Linked DNA regions of Mus musculus: regions 1, 3, 4 and 5 are each linked to region 2. The links are chromatin contacts, called in public promoter capture Hi-C maps. All regions are on one chromosome and are shown on one strand. The core of a region is the stretch at or near the end of the contact, and the rest is flanking DNA. Distances in the headings are between cores, read along the strand shown. Region 1 has its middle 40 kb from the start of Kl. Region 2 holds the start of Rfc3 (replication factor C (activator 1) 3). Region 3 overlaps Pds5b (PDS5 cohesin associated factor B). Region 4 holds the start of Kl (klotho). Region 5 overlaps Pds5b (PDS5 cohesin associated factor B).

Region 1 (2,700 bases), core at 101-2,600, 740 kb after region 2:
AGCACTGGCTGCTCTTTCAGAGGACCTGGGTCCACTTCCCAACACCCTCAGGATGTCTCAAAACTGTCCTTAATCAGTTTCATAGGATCTGACACCCTTGCCTGGCCCCAATGGACACTGTATGGATATGGTGCACATATATAAATGCCAGAGAACAAAAAGCATCTGTACACATAAAATAAATGAATAAACACTAAAGGTTTCATTAACAAATATGATGTGAGTGGAGAAGAAGTTGACAAAGACAGCCCAGGAGCTTCACACTGTAGCTTTACTGTAGATAAGTCTCACTTTTACCTGTAGTTAAGGGGGCATGGAATTCTGGGAGATACTAAGATAAGAGGAATAAGGCCGGGCGTGGTGGTGCACGCCTTTAATCCCAGCACTCGGGAGGCAGAGGCAGGTGAATCTGAGTTCGAGGCCAGCCTGGTCTACAAAGTGAGTTCCAGGACAGCCAGGGCTATACAGAGAAACCCTGTCTCGAAAAAAACCAAAAAAAAAAAAAAAAAAAAAAAAAAAAAAAAGATAAGAGGAATATACAAAATAACTCTCAAGACTATACTTTCAGGGATCATTTCTATAGTCCGTTACAAAGTAACTCTCTGCAGAGCCTGGACTAGCATTAAACTCACTCTGTAGCGCAGGCTGGCCTTGAAACTGGGGTGGGTTTTCCTGCTCAGTCTCCTGAGTAGCTGGGACTATGGTAATGCACTACCTCACCTGGCTTTTCCCTGATTCTGATTTATGTAAAGCACTTTGAATTCTGTGTGCTGCTAACACTTAAAGGTTAAGTCAACCCCTCCATCCTTTTTCCCCTCCCACTGTTTTTCCCCCCTTAGTGAGATAAAAATTTTATTTTAAGCGACACACTGAAAGAAGTTAAAAATTAATTTGGAGAAATGACTACGGAATTCCAGGAATTAGTGAAGCTCGACAAGTCACACTGGGTGACCTTTCTGTTTTTTCCAGCAGACAGTCCAGATGGCGAGGTTTTCCAGGGCTGCACTTTGTGGGATGTCTGCTTGATTGTTTTTCCAAACTCGGAAAGAGGAAAACACACATATTTGTTAAAACAATAAAACCCCAACATCTTCAGTTAAAAGCAAGACTTGATCTTGCTGTGAGAACTAGTCACTTTGTATTTGCCAAGATTTTTTTTTTAATTTAATGTACCGCTCTTGTGTGTTTGTTTATTTTTATTTCACACACCTTCAGTGTGCAGACCTGTCTCTAAACTCTCAAGGATTCCAGGCATCTCCTCCACAACGTGTCCTGGCTCTAGGGTATGCATTTCCTTGTGTCTTCATGTGTACCTCCCCCACAGACACTGAGTGCCAAGAGTCCAGGGGCCATGTCTGCTTTGCCTCCTGCAGTCACCCAGGCTTCACATAAGGCCTGGCTGAGAGGAACTACATATAACAGGCTTTGACAGGTGGTCACAGTTAACCTTTACCATGGCCATGTGCAAGAGTACAAGGGAAAGTCGTGAGGCTGCAAGTGCAGAGAGCACTCAGGCAGGAGAGCCAGCCAGGGAGTATCTCACCTCTGTCTGCAGCTCATCTCCTATCACCAGGACTACTGACTACTGACTCTCTCTCAAGCACAGACACGGGACCCAGCTGATGCTCAGCTGTGAATGGGGTGCTGTGATTCCCCTGACTTCTTCCTCTCCATCCACACTGAACACTGCCCAGTGTTCTCCAGCACTTGACATCATGTGACCCTTTGCCTTCCTTCTAACCTCTTACCCTTCCCACCCTATCCCTACCCTCTCTATGCAAGTAAATCTCAACCCCTAAACTTGTAATTATTCCTGGACCTGGTGAGACAGTCACATAGAGACATGTTTAGTACTAACACTCCCAGATTTAGCCCCCCCCCCAATTAAGTCTGTTCTTAAGTGACAAACCACACTCACTAGGCTTGCTGGAGATATCAAATTTGATAGATACAGAGTAAGGTCCAATCTGAGAGAACAGCAAACATTCACAGAGTGACTGAGTTGCCAGCATGTCTTCCCAGTTTGTCTCCTTTGATCCTCATGGCTTGTGGAGGTGAGAGAGTACACAACCATGGTCTTTTTTTTTTCTTTTTTTTTTTTTAAGATTTATTTATTATATGTAAATACACTGTAGCTGTCTTCAGACACACCAGAAGAGGGCATCAGATCTCATTACAGATGGTTGTGAGCCACCATGTGGTTGCTGGGATTTGAACTTAGGACCTTTGGAAGAGCAGTTAATGCTCTTAACCACTGAGCCATCTCTCCAGCCCAGCTGTGGTCTTTCTAATATAGGGAAGCCTGTACTATTTGTTTGCTTTCCTAGGGCTACACATGAGGAAGGGAAGGGTGCTAGGGCCACACACCTCTAAGATGACTGCTGTCTTCAAACCATGACTTAATATTAGTCCTGTCATTATGGAAACCAGTGCAGTCACCAAGAATATGAAGAACAAATTTCCATGTGATCCAGCAATTCCCAGTCCCAAAGGAAAATAACTCAGTACATCAAAGGGCAGTTTCACTCCCATATTTATTGAAGCTTTGTTCTCAACAGCCAGGATAACAGTCCATCAACAGATGAGTTAAGAAATGCAGAATGCAGACACAGCCGGGTGGTGGTGGTGTACGCCTTTAATCCCAGCACTTGGGAGCAGGCAGATTTCTGAGTTCGAGGCCAGCCTGGTCTACAGAGTGAG
Region 2 (2,700 bases), core at 45-2,544:
GATGGACCATTTTGTGGCTACAGGGTCCAATCCTTTGGACAGGTACATCACAGGGTGTTTCCATGGTCCCAAAATTTGGATTAAAAGCCCTTCTGTCTTGTTTTATGGACAAACAGATGAAAAAGTTTTGAGACATCTGGAAGTTTTAGGGCTGGAGTCAATGCTAGAGCTGTTTCTAAAGCTTCAAATACCTTTTGTTCAACCTCAGTCCAGATTAAGGGCTCAGTGCCCTGCTTCGTGCTGGTGTGTAGTGAGAGGCCTTGCTCTGCTTACAAACTCTGGAATCCAGAGGCAGCACTACTCCATTGCCCCTAGGAACATACCTATATAGTAGTTTCTATAGTGATTCCAAATCTCATCAAGCTGATGACCAAGATTAACCATAGCAACAAGCTTTCAGGTGTCTGAAAGAAACTTCTGAAGCTACTGCAGGGAGCAGATCAGAGCTGTGTCTCTGGCCTTGGCCCTCTGGCTATGATTTGAGGACTCTATCCTTCCTTCCCAGCCACTTCCTCAGGTCTCACAAGTTGAAGAATTCCAAGTATGGTTATAAGTTAAAAAATACAGGGCAACCAATTAAAATCTAATTTCAGATAAAAATTAATTTCATTGCAAATATTGCCTGGGACACACACCGAAATGTTATTGGGGATCTAAATGTTATTGGGGGCATCTGTGTGTTGTATTTGTGAAAACAAGTAAACCTAGGTTTTTTTTTTTTCTATGTTCTCTTCACATTCTTTCAATCTTTTAGATTAAAAGAATATACCCTAGGATCCACCATGAACTACCTGTCTTTGGACGTTGTCTGTCATGCTTCTGGGTACTTTCGCTTCTGATTTCCTTTACTTTCTATTTCCTTTACTTTCCTAGTTCAGAACATATAGTTCACAGAGGCATGTAGGCAAATGCTCATTGAATATTGGAGTTTGTTTATTATTTTAAAGAAAAGCAGTTCTACTAATAAAGATAACAGATTATGTAGCACTAATTAGAATGAAGTTGTGAATCAGTGAATAAATGAAAGAATGAAATGGAGGGAATTTCCTTCCCTAAGAACTCAGATTGGACGAACCTGAATGTCAGAGATACATCTTTAATTCCTTCGAATGTTTTCTAAAATGTTACAGGGTGAGAACAAAGAGGCAGCCACTGCCCGGTAAATCCAGCGACTGTTGGTGCAGTGGTGGAAGTGGGAACTGCAGCGACTGCTCCACTCCCGGTTGAGATTGCCCAGTCTCCCTATCCGGAAGTCGCCGGGTGCCGGAAGTGACGTCGCACGCTTTCGCGCTCGCGGGAAAACTCTACTGTCTAAGCGGCGGGTCCGCTGGTGCGACTGTGGAGCGGTCATGAGCCTCTGGGTGGACAAGTACCGGCCGAGCTCCCTTGCCCGGCTGGACTATCATAAGGAACAGGCAGCACAGCTGCGCAACCTGGTGAGCCGCCCTGCTCAGCAGCTTCCTGCACAGCCCGGGGAAGGGAAGGGAAGGGAAGGGAAGGGAAGGGAAGGGAAGGGAAGGGAGGGAGGGAGGGAGGAGGCGGGCGCCCCGGTGCTAGCGAGGGGGTCAGAGTGACGCGTTCCTCAAAGTGCGGTGTGTTTGCTGCCGGGAACCTCAATGGCTTGGTGTGGGGACCAGAAGAAGGCCAGTGTAGTGGAGAATCAGGAGCAAGCAGCGGCGGTAGGGGGCGGGGATGGGGGTGTGCCCGGGCCTCGGTGTTACTGCAAATGCCTGATGGGCTCTCCCGCTACAGAGAGCTTAGGTGGGAAGCTGATAGAGGTGACTGTGCCCCGGACCCTGTTCTTAGTTACTGCGGAATCACAGCTAAGGCTTTTCTGAAAAGGAGAGATTATTTTAACGAGTGCCGCGATCGTTCATATGAGAGCTTTTGGAAGACTCGAGGGTGAAGTGGAAGATATGTTTTAGGTTTGGTTTTGGTTTTGGTTCGTGATGCATGCACTAATTTGAAATAGAATATTATGCTTCGTTAATACACGTGCCGGTTTTCCTTGCAAAAGCTTTAATGTTCAGTTTCCCGGTGGCAAGATCAAGACCCCATGTTAATAGTACTCTTTCGTTTGATGGCACTCTGTTACTGCTGTCTTTTCCATAGCATTGATCAACCTTGATCTAGTGTGAAGTTCTTCTGTCTCTTCCAAGTGAACTTACAAGGAAATCAGCGCACCTGCTTCTGAGCAAGAGGACCATTATGGGGAGCCCGGGCCAGACAAGCATCTGTCTTAGTTACAGAGATTGGGTTCGCCTTCTGTCATCCCTTAGTTTCAAACGGGCCCTTCAGATAGCTTACTTAGGGAGTGCCTACTTTTAAGCATTTAGTGCATGTAAATTAGATTAAATTAGTGTCCAGAGTTTGGTACATTTTCTGTTGGAGCTGGATGGTAAACAGAATATCTTGGAACTTTAAAAGTGGTTTGTTTAACTTAGTTCACCCAGTTTAACTAAGATATAATGTCTTGTTCTTTTTTTCCTTAGGTGCAGTGTGGAGACTTTCCTCACCTCTTAGTATATGGACCATCAGGTGCTGGAAAAAAGACAAGAATTATGTGTATTCTACGTGAACTTTATGGTATCGGGGTGGAAAAACTGAGAATTGAGCATCAGACTATCACAGTAAGCATCTTGGGTTGAAGCTTAGCAGATGTTTCTGGAGGGGACTTTTAATCCTGGTCATGTGTATATC
Region 3 (2,700 bases), core at 146-2,645, 840 kb after region 2:
ACTTTAGAAGTCAGAAATGGGGGAGTGGGATTATTTACATGTGTCTTCTTTAGTTTGTGTCTACACAGCCATCACACAGGACACTTTCACAAGACTCTGGAGTCAGTGTTATCACTGTGTGGATGGCTGATACGTGTGACCACAAACCCATGGTCATCCGAAGTCCAACTGTCCACGCTTTGGCAGTTCTGGTTTGTGCATCCAAGGCTTTATTTAGCCTCATATTTAGACAAAAAATGTTTTTTCCCCCCAAAGCTTTCACAATAGAAGTTAATGACGTGTTCATCGTCTCTCTCGTTTGGAGCTTCGCCGTCGTACCTGAAGAGAAAAGTCAACAGATGACCAATGTGAACACATCCGAATTTAGCCTAAGTACCAGCCATCATTTTTAAAACAATCTTTATTCTCACACATTTCTGAATTTCTTTGTATTTCTTTTCCTAAAACTGTCCTCCTCTTCTTCCTATCTTCAGATATTAAGGCCTCTATGGTATCTACATCTGGACAAGCCCATAAGCAGCCTTTTCCAGGCCACAGATTATTTCCCTTCTGTATTCATGTTTAGAGTCACTCACAGATATAATGCAGTGTGCACAGGTGAGTAACGACTACTCTCAGTGCCATCGTCTTTCTACTTCCTTTCTGTGGTAGAGAAAACACTTGACTCTAGGACTGGGTCATTTTAGGACAGAAGTCAGTGAGACCCTGCGTTCAAACATAAACCATTTATGAGCAAGGCCTACATGAAGCTTAAATCTCTGATTCTGTGTAAATCAGCAGAAGGGAGGGAATGAATAGGGTTTGCGTGAGTGAAGCAGATATGCATCTGTTCCCCATCCCATGGATGTTGCAGTCTTAGAGGTCTCAAGTCCCTTCCTCAAAGTCTGAAGAAACAAAGCAGACCAGCTTTGAGATGAGTTAGTTGAGACTCATCTGAACAAGCTCTGGGGACAGAGCCACTGAACACATGAAACAGAATCAGTCCACAGGCCAAATCTGGGAACGGAACAAAGAACTCAAGTTTCCAAAATGAAAAGAATTGACTGAGCTGATCTAAAATTTTAGCATTTATGCATCAGGAACACAGCTCTTACTTATGTTAATTTTTCCCTAATAAGAAGTAGGGGTAGAAAGCCAGGCATGGATTTCTGAGTTCGAGGCCAGACTGGTCTACAAAGTGAGTTCCAGGACAGCCAGGGCTATACAGAGAAACCCTGTCTTGAAAAACAAAAACAAAAACAAAACAAAACAAAAAACCCAAAAAAAGAAGTAGGGGTAGGGTGCTGTGGATAGCCTTGGGGCTAATTATATTGGATATTTCGTTCTCTTGGGAGGGCTGCGAACAAGGAATGATTCAGCACTCAGGTGTTTCCTGTAAACCTGCTTCCCACCTTGATTTGTAAAATAAGAGAGAGGTGATGACTGGGCAGACAAAGGGAAGGCGGAGCAGAAGGTGGGGAGAGAAGAAAGAGAAAATGGAAGAGGCAGAGGAGGAGGAGGAAGAAGAAAAGCAGAGGAAAAGCACATGATGGGAAAGATGGTAGTGTAGTGGTAGATCTGCCCAATCTAGGCGCACAGCATGTATTCATATCAATTGTGTTTCCTTGGCAGGGCATATTTGGGTTGGAGAGATTTACTGCAACAGTAGGGGACCAGGAGGAGGGGCAACATTTGGGATGCAAATAAATAAATAAAAGTGAGAACTGGCAATATCATTTGCTATTTAAAAGAAGGAAGTCTCTGGAAAGAACCACCTCCTACTTCTGTAAAGGCAGCATCAGTGCCAACCATACAAAGCCAGTTTACACCTCAATCCCAGAGCGGATCTGACTTCAAGATGACTATTACTCAGTGTGGCTTTCTTCTGGTTTCTATCGTGAGACTCAAAACCTCCCCATCAAAGACATCTGTGGAATATGAATCCACACTTCAAGGATTCAAGTGCCCAGACTGGCAACGTAAAACTGTCTGGACTGAGCTGGGCAGTGGTGGTGCATGCCTTTAATCCCAGCACTTGGGAGGCAGAGGCAGGAGGATTTCTGAGTTCGAGGCCAGCCTGGTCTACAGAGTGAGTTCCAGGACAGCCAGGGCTACACAGAGAAACCCTGTCTCGAAAAACTTAAAAAAAAAAAAACGAAAAACAAACAAAAAAAAAAAACCCAAAAAACAAACTGTCTGGACTCCTCAGCATTCAGGCGACAGGTTCTCTAGGCATTGCAATGCCCATCTTTCTCAAATTCAAGCTCTCCTCAAAGTTCTTTCTCCATTATCCTAGTTGGTAAGTAAAATAACATGACAAACTAATCAACCAAGGCATAAATATCTAGAATTACAGACAACAGCAAGTGTTAAATGGAGCTGACTAAATATTTACTGGCTCAATTTTTGCACATACATGACACTTCAATAAGGACATACATTTCCCACAGAAATGTCCTCCTCTTCTGCTCCTTCCTGTGTAGTGTCGTCACTGACAGGAGAGCTGGCCTGAAGCACATCCATTTCTTCACTTGAATCGTTTTCTTTAGTGGCTACCTGTTTGGAGCGTCCTACACGGCTAAAGCAAAACACATAAAATAAAATGAGAATCCCAATATTAAGTCCTGTATTAATTCACTGGAAGAAATGTCTTAGTTTATGAATTTTTGTCATTTTTATTCTGAATTATGTCATAAGATAAGAAATGTATTTTCATTTGAC
Region 4 (2,700 bases), core at 175-2,674, 700 kb after region 2:
AGTTCAAGGATTTTGACACTGCTACCAAACTAGATAACCTTGAGTCACTAGCAAGACGGGTTTTACTGAATTAACACAGAGGTCTTGCACGGGCAATGCCTGTTTGCAGCTCGTGAACACGGGTGTTGCTTTCATTCACCGTCTTTATTCTGACTCTGCAGCTGATTCTAACAAATCTTGCTGGCCATTACCTCTAGGAACTTCGACTTCCCAACACCTGGGGAGAAACGCTTGCTCAGTGGAGAAATGGCCCCGTGTCCTTTTCTAGGGGCCCTAAAGCACGCGCTGCAGGATTCCGCTCCAGTTTCTAACTCCACTTCTAGAAGAGAACCCCAGAGCTGCTGGGGGGGGGGGGGTGTCTCCGCCTGCAAAGTGTCAGACCTGTGTGACCTCGTAATGGGTTCAAGTAAGGATTTCTGGAAGTGGCTCTGGCACTTCCGAGGCCCTCTGTCCCCCAAGGTGGCCCCCTGCCTGGCCCCTCGAACTCACCAAAAGTAGGTTGTGGGCAACCAGGTACCCGAGCCTGGAGCTGCCCCTCACGCCCGGGGCCAGGCGCCCGGTGGCATACCCGTGCCAGGCCACCACGTAGGGGTTGTCAATGGTGATCCAGTACTTGACCTGACCACCGAAGTGGCGGAAGCAGAGCTCGGCATAATCCCTGAAATGGTCGGCCAGGGCGCGATTGGCCCATCCGCCATAGGTGTCCTGCAGGCGCTGTGGCAGGTCCCAATGGTACAGGGTAACCACCGGCTGCACGCCCAGCTCCCGCAGCCGCTCCAGCAGCCGCCGGTAGTAGCGCAGCCCCTCGCGGTTGGGAGTGCCCGCGGTGCCATTGGGGAGCACCCGCGCCCACGATATGGAGAAGCGGTAGTGGGTGACCCCCAGTTCGCGCAGCCCCTCTGTGTCGCGGTAGACGTTGTTGTAACTATCGCTGGCCACATCTCCAGTGGAGGACAGGGGAGGCGACGGGGCACCCGACGGCGCCACGACGATCGGGGAGTCGGACGGGGCCGCCCCAGAGTGATGGGTGAAAGTGTCCCAGATGGACGCGCCTTTGCCGTGCTGTCGCCAGCCGCCCTCGGTCTGATAGGCGGCGCTGCCTACCGCCCAGAGGAAACCGTCGGGGAAGGTGTCGTGGAGGAGGCCAGCGGCCTCTGGGGCAGGAGCGCGCGCGAAGCGAGCCCAGGTCTGCGCGCCCTGACCCGGCTCAGCGCTCAGGCAGCGGGCGCGCAGGGCGAGCAGCAGCAGATGCAGCAACAGCAAACGGAGCAGCACCAGCCGCGGCGGGCGGCGAGGAGGGGCGCGGGCTAGCATGCTGCGGGAGCCGGGAGGGCACCGCGCCGCGCCCCTATATGCCCGCGCCCCGCCGCCCTCCCTACGCGGTGCCCACCCCCGCTCCCGCCGCCCCACGAGCAATGATTATCCAGAGCAGGCGCCGCCCCCCACTCCGGCCTGGCACGGGGGCGGGACAGGGGCTCAGCCAGCCAGGGTGCCCAGAGAGAGCACAGCAGGGGTCATAGGGACGTCGGAGAACAAGCACCTGCTGCAGCCAGCTCAGGGAGCAGACTATTCCACATCGCACAATCCTGTGGCCTCCATCCTGAGATGTCCCCGCGTCGCCCACTCCCCGCGTCCACTCCCTTTGCCTTCCTGGGACTGGTGTTCCTGGAGGACAGAAACAGCTGCCCAACTTTGCACAACGTTTGGCGCCTCGGGGGTGGGGGAGTGGGGAAAATCACCTGCTTTCCCCTTTCTCCCATTCTGAGCCCTCTATCCAGGGGAATCTTTCAGAGAACATCCCAGGAGAGCTTTGCTGTATCTGAACACAGCAGGAAGGCAGGGTGGGGAATTCAGGTGGAACTTTGCGAGGTTTAAGAGTACTCAGGCAGTTTTCTTCTGATAAGAGAGTCCCCCATCCCATTAGAGAAGGCGAGAGTCCGCCTTGCCTCAGACCCCAGCCTGCAGAGCCTACAAGAACACACAGTGGGTCTAAGAATGATGGGTTGTGTGAGGCTTCTGTTTCTCCTTTCCCTGGGTCGTCCCCTTCTCTTCCCTCCCCCGTTATCCCCCTTTAACCCTTTAAATCAGCAGTGTTCCTTAATGAGATCCCTCTGGATTCTCTGGTGAGGTTGTAGCTGTGAGTTGTTTTCCAAGAGAAAGAAAAACTCCAGACCACTCACATTTCAACTTCCATGGCACCATATCCCGTTCATCACCCTTTGCCATCCTTCTTATGAATATCCACGTTTTGACGTCCAGCCCTGGCTTAGCAAGTGGGGTCTCTGGGCAGGAGTGCTGGGTGGGAGACTTCTGTCCCCCACGCCGTGTATGTATGTATGTATGTATGAATGTACACCTATACCTATACATATACACGGGCTTTGTCCCATTCATTGGGAAACATCTCGAAGCTCAAAGGACAAATGTACACTAAGATGAGTCCCTAAGGGAAGCCCAGAAAAAATGAAGGATGCCACCATCCTACTCAGTAAGGTACAACTCAGCCGCTGCCTCCCGCCCACAGAGGGATGAGTAACATCCTTGCAGAACAGGCACTCTGAGAGTGATGTCCTCCTCAGAATTCCACACAAATAGAAAGTCAATACAGCCACAAGTGTTACATTCGAAGATGCTTGCTACAATGTCAGCACAGTAAACTTACTCCAGTACTTGATGAAATAGTCTCAACTCCAGCAAGCA
Region 5 (2,700 bases), core at 11-2,510, 870 kb after region 2:
ATCTTAAAGCCTGGATTAGCATTATTATAGACAAGAGAACATCCAGGAGAAGAACAGCATTCACTTAACATTAAAAGGCTGATTTCTAAGAAGCAGAAATATAGAAGCAGCTCTCAAGTCATTCCCCCTAGTTTCCACACTGCTACTCACAAGGCCCCAGGGTGCACATCACTGCCCTAACTCTCACAGTACACGAAAGACTGCACCGCAACTTTAATAGTCACCCACATCTATTACTTGCTATCGTGAGTAAACTGAGAAACACAGATTTATGCACATTACTCACTTTGACCATTGTCTCAGGTGAGACTTCCTCATCTGGAACCCAAAGCTTAGTTGTCTTTTTTCCTGGAAGCTAGGCAAAAGGTGAAAACATTAAAATAATAAACATGAATTCTCATGGTCAACTAATATTTACTAAATAAACAAAATACTTAATAACAACAGACACAACTTATGATTTATCTAACTCCATTTACTAAATATCCCTGAAAGGAATAGTCTCACTGGTACCTGGGTGGAACATCTGGATACCCTTTGCAGGTGTGGGTTAGGATTGACTTTGTAATAATACATAATCTGTTTTGTAGACCCTTTTAAAAGGTTGATGATTCAATTATTTAGGCTACTAAGCAAAAACAAGACACTAAGAAGTGAGTGTGAAGTAGTATGTGTATTTGTGTGTCAAGTCAAATCCCTCTACGGAAGTCAGGTGCACTGATTTAGCTAGGCTGGCTGGCCAGCAAGCTCTAGGATCTACCTATGTCCATGTAGGCAGCTCTGGGGCTGCAAGCACACGCCAGCACACCTGATGTTACTGTATGTGTTTGAGTTAAACTCTGCTCCTCATGCTGTGCAGTGAGTGCTCATTAAGCTACCTCACCAGCCCCAAGAAATGCAGTTCTAAAAAGGTATTTTTAAAAAATCTTAGTCAGGCTTTGAGGCATAAGTCTATAATTCAGCTACTCAGAAGACTGAGATAGGAGGATTACAAGACCTGCCCAGGCTACAGTATTTGTCTCCTCCCAAAAAGCCTCTCACTTAATCAAAAGTCCATGTTCTTGTATAATTTAATTTCATGTAAACTGAAATAGCCTCAATTGGGTGTTATTTTCTACCTCCCAAAGGGTCTACTTCAGATCACATGTCCTTAAATGAAAGCAACCACGTGGGAGTGTTACTAGGCATTTCACCTCTCTTTAATCTAAACTGTAGAACAAACACTGTGATAACAAGTGTAGAAGTGCAACTTACCCGGTCATTCATGAGGAGGTCCTTCACAATGAAAGTTGCCACCAAAGACTTCAGAGGAGCAGCGAACTGATCAGGTGCGAGAAGAGCAATATGACCAATAGTGACCAGAGGGGTTATAAGATGCTCCAGGTTGCTTGGATCTAGGCTTTTATGCAGAGGCTGGAAATGAGGCAAAGGAAATATATTTTGGAAATGAGGCAAAGGAAATATATTTTAACTCTCTATACATACAAATAACACTGCTCATGAATTTCACCTTCTAATTCTAAACACTACAGAAGTGTAGACCCTGTGTAAGTAACAACTCAAGCTTGAGTGTAGACTCTACAGTTTACCAACATTTGGAAGACATTAAATTTAAGCATTTTCAGTTTGCCCAACTCACATTTTATAAACACTTCAGCATAAATCTTATTATATAGCATGTATCTTATGACTATGTGTATGAACGTCAAAGGCTGCTAGGACTCATCAATATCCATTCCACTCTCTTCCTAAGCCTCAAGACTCTGCCTTGCAGCTTCCTCTGCAGTTGAGGAAGGGTATGTGTGATCTGGTCATGGAAGAGGGAATGAAAATGAGGTAGGCCACACTTGCCAACAATGGGGCAGAGTAAGCACCATGCCTCTCCATAGTTCTCTCCACTTACCTGACTCAGGTCCAGTGGGTGGGGCTCCAGTAGGAACACAAAGAACCACTAATCAGAACAGTGTGTGTCCCTAAGCCTTTTGAACACTGAAACACCAAAACTAAATTTGCAATAGCAAAACTATTTTCCCTATGTGTAGTTAACTAAATTTTGGGTGGCTTGAAAAATTATAGCATCAAGTACTAAATTCCAAAGCAAGACTATTTTTCATATGATTTGAAACTAAGCCATTAATAAGTATTTTGTTACAAATAAAGAATGTCATACTCAGAATACTAACTGAAGAGTGCTGTTAAAGTTTAAACATAGAGAAATCAAGAAAATGACTAAAATATGCCATCATTAGCATTAAGGAAGGAAGACACAAGATGTGTTTTATATCCATACTTGTGTATAAAATAAAGCATGTCTGAAAAAGTGTATTACTACCTGACAGTGTAGCGCCTGTGGAAAGTAAGTAACTGCCTAGGATGGGGGAGGGCACCTAGCTAACCCAGGAACAAAGCTTCCTTGTAACGGATTCATTGTAATGATGGCTTTGGAAAGCAGCTCAGCAGGCAAGTGTTAAGGCACAAGTATAAGGACTGAGTATAAACCCTCAATACCACATAAATAAAAGAGCTGAGCACATCCTGACCCCAGTGCAGGGGAAGCTGAGACAGGAGCCCTGGGGTTATCTGGCCATCTAGCCTAGCTGAATGAATGGGCTCCAGTTCAGCAAGAGATCCTGTTTCAAGAGTAATGCAAAGCAGTGGAGGACTACATGCAGTGTTGACCTCTTGTCTCTACAAGCAGGA

Evidence for each region. Promoter capture Hi-C pulls out the DNA fragments that hold promoters and counts their contacts.
Region 1: a contact with region 2 is called in a promoter capture Hi-C map of liver, with 2.5 times the contacts expected there. The contact joins the enhancer-like site here to the promoter of Rfc3 in region 2. A contact is called at or near these places in 4 of 39 promoter capture datasets (the 3T3-L1 cell line, embryonic stem cells, hematopoietic stem and progenitor cells and 1 more) and 1 of 115 datasets of contacts at active chromatin or transcription factors (bone marrow-derived macrophages).
Region 3: a promoter capture Hi-C map of embryonic stem cells shows a contact between it and region 2, with 2.2 times the contacts expected there. The contact joins the enhancer-like site here to the promoter of Rfc3 in region 2. A contact is called at or near these places in 3 of 39 promoter capture datasets (the 3T3-L1 cell line, embryonic stem cells and hippocampal neurons), 1 of 115 datasets of contacts at active chromatin or transcription factors (large pre-B cells) and 1 of 9 other capture datasets (macrophages).
Region 4: a contact with region 2 is called in a promoter capture Hi-C map of hematopoietic stem and progenitor cells, with 3 times the contacts expected there. The contact joins the promoter of Kl here to the promoter of Rfc3 in region 2. A contact is called at or near these places in 15 of 39 promoter capture datasets (the 3T3-L1 cell line, 3T3-L1-derived adipocytes, HPC-7-derived erythroid cells and 8 more) and 1 of 115 datasets of contacts at active chromatin or transcription factors (bone marrow-derived macrophages).
Region 5: a promoter capture Hi-C map of the C10 cell line shows a contact between it and region 2, with 4 times the contacts expected there. The contact joins the enhancer-like site here to the promoter of Rfc3 in region 2. A contact is called at or near these places in 3 of 39 promoter capture datasets (the C10 cell line, embryonic stem cells and hippocampal neurons) and 1 of 115 datasets of contacts at active chromatin or transcription factors (large pre-B cells).

What each region holds. Positions count from the first base shown.
Region 1 is chr5:150,911,066-150,913,765 of GRCm38.p6, reverse strand. No RefSeq gene overlaps it. Among named protein-coding and RNA genes, the nearest start is that of Kl, 40 kb to the left of the region's middle. Within about 2 kb of position 1,350, at least 28 of the 459 cell types and tissues checked have an H3K27ac peak or open chromatin away from gene starts, as enhancers often do. A contact at or near this core is called in liver, where this site is marked.
Region 2 is chr5:151,649,802-151,652,501 of GRCm38.p6, reverse strand. Rfc3 (replication factor C (activator 1) 3) reads left to right here and starts at 1,294. Exons shown (of 9, transcript NM_027009.2): 1 at 1,294-1,436; 2 at 2,493-2,630. The coding sequence starts at 1,350.
Region 3 is chr5:150,805,431-150,808,130 of GRCm38.p6, reverse strand. It overlaps Pds5b (PDS5 cohesin associated factor B), which reads right to left. Exons shown (of 35, transcript NM_175310.6): 34 at 2,419-2,557; 35 at 1-318. The coding sequence ends at 283. Among named protein-coding and RNA genes, the nearest start is that of Gm36447, 8.2 kb to the left of the region's middle. Within about 2 kb of position 1,395, at least 6 of the 459 cell types and tissues checked have an H3K27ac peak or open chromatin away from gene starts, as enhancers often do. A contact at or near this core is called in embryonic stem cells, where this site is marked.
Region 4 is chr5:150,951,331-150,954,030 of GRCm38.p6, reverse strand. Kl (klotho) reads right to left here and starts at 1,424. Exons shown (of 5, transcript NM_013823.2): 1 at 490-1,424. The coding sequence starts at 1,314.
Region 5 is chr5:150,776,866-150,779,565 of GRCm38.p6, reverse strand. Pds5b (PDS5 cohesin associated factor B) reads right to left here. Exons shown (of 35, transcript NM_175310.6): 21 at 1,255-1,413; 22 at 287-355. Among named protein-coding and RNA genes, the nearest start is that of Gm36447, 37 kb to the left of the region's middle. Within about 2 kb of position 1,260, at least 2 of the 459 cell types and tissues checked have an H3K27ac peak or open chromatin away from gene starts, as enhancers often do.